Linked DNA regions of Mus musculus: region 1 is linked to region 2. A link is a contact called in public HiChIP or PLAC-seq data. All regions are on one chromosome and are shown on one strand. Each heading gives the region's core, a stretch centred on a gene start, on an enhancer-like site or on the middle of the called end of the contact. The rest is flanking DNA. Distances are from core to core; before and after follow the strand shown. Region 1 has its middle 30 kb from the start of Gm5086. Region 2 has its middle 20 kb from the start of Enc1.

What was found. HiChIP or PLAC-seq counts read pairs in DNA pulled down with a chosen protein or histone mark.
Region 1: a contact with region 2 is called in an H3K27ac HiChIP or PLAC-seq map of embryonic stem cells, with 6 read pairs. The contact joins two enhancer-like sites. A contact is called at or near these places in 1 of 15 datasets of contacts at CTCF or cohesin (the NIH/3T3 cell line), 4 of 484 Hi-C or Micro-C datasets (bone marrow-derived macrophages, cochlea and monocyte-dendritic cell progenitors), 11 of 115 datasets of contacts at active chromatin or transcription factors (embryonic basal ganglia, embryonic forebrain, embryonic midbrain and 4 more) and 1 of 9 other capture datasets (embryonic stem cells).

Annotation. Positions count from the first base shown.
Region 1 is chr13:97,588,475-97,591,174 of GRCm38.p6, forward strand. No RefSeq gene overlaps it. Among named protein-coding and RNA genes, the nearest start is that of Gm5086, 30 kb to the left of the region's middle. Within about 2 kb of position 1,312, at least 10 of the 459 cell types and tissues checked have an H3K27ac peak or open chromatin away from gene starts, as enhancers often do. A contact at or near this core is called in embryonic stem cells and epiblast stem cells, where this site is marked.
Region 2 is chr13:97,259,319-97,262,018 of GRCm38.p6, forward strand. No RefSeq gene overlaps it. Among named protein-coding and RNA genes, the nearest start is that of Enc1, 20 kb to the left of the region's middle. Within about 2 kb of position 1,258, at least 23 of the 459 cell types and tissues checked have an H3K27ac peak or open chromatin away from gene starts, as enhancers often do. A contact at or near this core is called in embryonic stem cells and epiblast stem cells, where this site is marked.

The DNA.
Region 1 (2,700 bases), core at 62-2,561, 330 kb after region 2:
TGTTCTGCACATATTGTGAGAATATGCTACTGCCTTGCGAGACTGTGGACCCTTCACAGAATGGGGGCTATTTGTGAGATGCCTTCAGATTGGGCAGAGCTAGGTTGTTTAGGGTCTACCTTCTTTATTTTTTAAAACTCTCTCTCTGCACCCCCCCCCACGCTCTTTCGTGCATGTAAGATCATACCCAGGTGGCTGCAGCAAGTGCTTTTGCCTGCTGTGCCATCCTGCCAGCCCTCAGACCCCCCCTCCCCCGCACTTTGGAGATGTAGCCTTGTCCTGATATTGGTCCCCCTCTTTGCTTCCTGGTTAGCCATCGTGGGAACATCTACCAAGCATACTTCTTCCTCCATGGACTGAGTTATCCTAGCATGCCTTTCCCAATATTATAGACTGAAATTATGAGCCAGAATACAACATCCCCTCCCTTATATTGTTTCTGTCAGCTATTCTGGTCACAGTGACACAGAGAAGTCGCTGATACAGAGAAGTACTGCCTTCCCACACTCCTTTGTCATTTGTGTGTCCCTCTCCCGTGTTCTGTGCTTCTCTAGATGCACCCACAATAACAAAGCCCAACACTTCTTGGACCCTCATTTCTGTGGTTGGGGTCTGTGTGACCCTCTCCTATAAATATGGTTCGCCTCCTTCAAATGCACAGTGCCGAGGGCTGGGCCTGATTGTGGCTGTGTGTGTGTGTGTGTGTGTGTGTGTGTGTGTGTGTGTGTGTGGTAGAATCCTTATTGCCTTCCTGGATGGACTGGGTTAGCTATTGGGAGAGTGAGTTGCTATTAATAAAGGCTATGCTACTCGCTGGGCTTCCTGGGCTTGGCCTCTTTCATACATGCCGGTGTTTCCCCCTTTCTCTCTACCAGGAGTTGGAGTACCCGAGGCCCTTCTTTAATAGGGCTACCTAATCTGGAATATCTCAGACCTGAGAGCCAAAAGAAACCTTTTCTTTATATACCACAGGCATCCTCTGATAGCACCAGAGAATGGACTCAATCAGATTTATATAGGAAACCTAAGGAAGAGAGAAGTTAAATAACCGCCTCTTTAGTGTTAGTAGCTATTAAGAGAAGCAGGAAAGAGGGTTTATCAGAGCCTGGATTCTTCATTGCCCTGTGCATTCAGGCTGATATAGTTGGCTCCGTACCTTTTCATGGTCTCCTGTGGAACCTAGTGGCCCTTTACAAGTTCATCTACTGAAAAGGTCAGCTTAGGAACTTTGGGAAGGTCATGAAACACTTGCCCCTCTGTAAGGGAGAGGCTAATTAACATTTCTCAGATCACAGGACGGAACTGATCTCGACCTCGGGTGGGGACACATTCCACAGGAAGACTGTTGCCCACCTTCAGACAAGGGAAGTCACCTCATTCCCTAAAGACCAATCAGTTTAAAGGGCACATTGTTCCACCAATCATATTGTGCCTAGTTGCTGATGCTCTATTCTGCCCCTGGAAATCACATAAAAACTCGCAGAACAGGTGCTGGGGGGTGCCGCCTCTCCTTCCGGGGACGACCCCAGTGCACTGGAACAATAAATTCCTCTTGCTTTTTGCATCGATCCCATCTCCATGTGGTTCACTCAGGGGGTCCCCAGTAAGCTAAGGCTCCCCAGAGTCTTACACTACCACCTCCAACACTCTCCCTGGCCTTTCTGAGGCCCTTAGCCCTTTGTCAGGCTTTTGTTAAAGCTCATCTATCTAGAGCCAGGTGCTTCTGTCCCTTGAACTTGCTTCCTGCCTTCAGCAAGTTACTTTGAGGAATTTTTTTTTTTAAAGACTGAGTCAAAAAAAAAAAAAAAAAACCAACCCTAAACAATTACATATATATATATATATATATATATATATATGTGAAAACAGACCACCCAGGGCATCATTGGATCCCATTATAGATGGTTGTGAGCCACCATGTGGTTGCTGGGAATTGAAATCGGGTCCTCTGGAACAGCAGCCACTGCTCTTAACTGCTGAGCCATCTTCCCAGCCCCACACGGAGGAATTTTAAAAAATGAAACTACACAATTAACAGTGAAAGTCAGGCCCTTGTTTGGTGCCCAGTGCCATTCTGAGACCTTTACACAGCTACCTTGTTCAATTCATCTTAATAACCCCATGAAGTTGCATTTTGTACTATCCTATCTTTAGAGAATATGACAGATTCCAGTTAGTGATCCTGAAGACAGGCTTCCCACTGAGTCCATGGGCATCCAGTGCTTACACCATGAGTACTGAACCCCATTGGATCCCTGAACTGGATTGCCCAGATCTGTGTTCAAAACTCTCATACCAGACATGGTTCTTTCTATCCTATCAGCCAGCAAACCCTTGTCTTAATTCCTAATATTTTATTCCTTTTAAGTGTGTGTGTGTGTGTGTGTGTGTGTGTGTGTGTGTACACATGTGCGTGCTCACGATCGTGCTTGCATACATGCATGGATCTTGGTGCCCCTGCAGGATAGTGCTGGGAACTGAGCACATTTCAGAACCAGGTTCCCTCCTCCCCTGCCAACACTTCAGTCACTCAGCGCCAGCAGCCATGTCATTACCAGCTGCCAAATGTGACATATTTCTCCTGTTGCCGTGAGTTGTATACCCTTTATAAAGTCCTGCCATCATGTTCCCCCAACCCCATCCTGGCTTAGAGGTGGTACTTTGCCCCACTGCACATCAATACATCTCTTGCGTGAGGTC
Region 2 (2,700 bases), core at 8-2,507:
AGGACAGCAAGTGCAGATGGCTAAGGAGGAGCCCAGCCAGCAGTCAGAGCATCACAGACAGAGCACACTACAACTCAGTGTCAGAACCCACTCATAGCTTAGGTTAGCGGCAGCGGCATGTCACACCCACTCCTGTAGAGTCTGCGGGACCCCGACTGGGTCTGCCTGCAGCAGCGGGCGGCGGGCAGCGACAGCGATGCAGCGTGTGATCTAGAGTAAGTCCTGCATCGCCCTCCCACCGTGTCTAGCATTCAGCGTTTAGTTATTGCAATATGTTTTGTTTCCTTGGGGCGGAAAGCAACTGCCATAAATACCATGATTTGTGCAACCGTTCATATGTGCCTAGAGATCCGTTTCATCGTTTGGTTGTTTGGTTGGAGAAGACAGCCCAAAAAAGTGAAGGAGTCTGCCGGTGCCAACTAGGAAGGACAGAGGCTCTCTCCAGGAGTTCTGCTCGGGTTGACTAAAGCTGCTGGAGGAAGCAGAGCAGTTAGTTCAATCTTAGTCCGCACTGGCCCGGGCAGCTCCAACATTCAGCGAGGAGGCCCCTTTCATCTTGGGCATCTCTGGGAAGAGGGAACTACTACAGTCAAAGAAATTGCTCCATTAGGTTGGTCCATAGGCAAGTCTGTTTTCCGATGTGAGAGGGCTCAGCCCATCGTGGGTGGTACCATCCCTGGGAAGGTGAAACAGCAGACTGAGCAAGCCGGGAAGGTGAGCCAGTAAGCAGCAGCAGCAGCAGCAGCAGCAGCAGCAGCAGCAGCAGCAGTCCTTCAGGGACCCTGCTCAGTACTTGCCTCCAGGTTCCTGCCTTGAATTACTTCCAGGAAGTCTCGGCACAGTGGGCTAGGACTGTATGCTGCAATTAAACCTTTTTCTCTCTAAGCTGCTCTGGTTATGGTGTTTTATCACGAGAATAGAAAAGTGTCCAAGACAGGCTCGGCGGGGGGGAAAGAGGGGATGGGGTGGCTTACCAAGGCACAGTGACAGGGTGCAGATACCGGGGCCCTTTGCATCCAGCAAACTGGAGAGAGAGAGAAGGCCCTGGGCAGGTTGTGCTCAAGGTATGAGGCCTATGCAACATTTCAGCGGCACTTATCTCTTCTCTAGCCTTCCCTGAGCCAAGTCCAAAGACAGAGGAGTTCTGAAGTTCCTGGGTGGCCACTGTTAGCTAGCTGCCATTCAGTGTCTCCAGCCTCCGAGGCCCTTCCCTTGCTGAGAGCCAGGGGTCTCCTGAAGATACTTGTAGTTGATAGCTCAGGGTCAGAGTAGAAGGAAGCAGCCTGAGGTGAGGCCTGGCAGCTGTAATTGGACCTGGCCCATAGGGATCAGGCGTTTGCCATTTGTTCTACTTTCCCAACACTGTAATGAAACACCGGACAGAAGTGAACCAAGAGAGAGAGAGAGATTTAACTTTTGGCTCACAGACACATGTATGTGCACAGCTCAATAGAAAACTTCAAACTTACTTAAAACACAAGATTAAAAAAATTTTTTTTTTCTTTTTCCTTTTTGTAACTCAATTGCATGAGCCTTTGTGAATGGCAACCCCTCCTTTTGAAGTGTCTGCCAGGAGGTAGATCCCATCACAATGGAGAAGGCACGCTGGCTGCCTCACCCCTGTTAGCAGAGCAATAAGAAAGGAGACAGCAGGGTGACATCCTGGCAGATTAGGAGGCGGAGTCAGGACTTGAAGGAGGGCCGGGCTATAACCCTCAAGCTCCACCCCTGGTGACCTTTGCCTACCAGCCAGACCCCACTTTTGGTTCCACATCCAAACAGTGCCATTAGCTGGGAACCAGATTCTCAAAATGAGCCTGCGGGGGACATACCAGATTCTAACCGTAACACCCTCTATGGCAGACCAAAAGAGGGCAGGTCAGGAAAAAAGAGAGATTTGACCATCTCTTCAGGTTTAGCAAGGCTGAGATAATTCTGCTCACAGGTACACTAGAGCTTGTCAGAGTCTATGCTGGGAAGCTCACAGGATAGAGCTTCCAGGACAGATGCAGCAGAAAGGTACATGCAGCCGTTCCTGCCCAGCAACGCCCCCCCCCCGCCCACCCCCCCACCCCCACCCCCACCCCCCCGGGGAACCACTGGTATTCTCAACACTGCTTTTGTCTTCAGCCTACTTCACAGAGCTCAGACATGTGCAGTGTCCCACAAGCTCTCCCCAGGTTCCCTGGAACTCTTTCCCTCTTCTTCGCATGCTGTTTGTTTATTTATTTTGATAGCGTCCTGGAATTTGATAGCAGGCTGGATTCAGTATAGCCAAGGATCTCCTAGTGGTTTGAATAGGTTTGCCCCCCCCCGTCCCCCCCCCCCCCCCCGTCCCCCTAGACTCATGTGTTTGAATGCTTGGCCATAGGGAGTGGCACTATTAGGAGGCGTGGCTTTATTGCAGCAGATGTGATCTTATTGGAGGAAATGTAGCACCGTGTTGGCGAGCATCGAGGTCTTCCTGTGCTCAAGCCCTGCCCAGTGTGGAATCAGAGTCCCTTCCTGGCTGCTTTCATATCAAGATGTAGAACTCTGGGCTTCTCCAGCACCATGTCTGCCTGCACACTGCTGATGCTCGCCACCCTGAGGATGATGGACTCAACTTTTCAAACTACAGGCTGGCCTCAATTAAATGGCTGCCTTTATAAAAGTTGCCTTGGTCACGGTGTCTCTTCACAGCAATAAAGCCCAAACTAA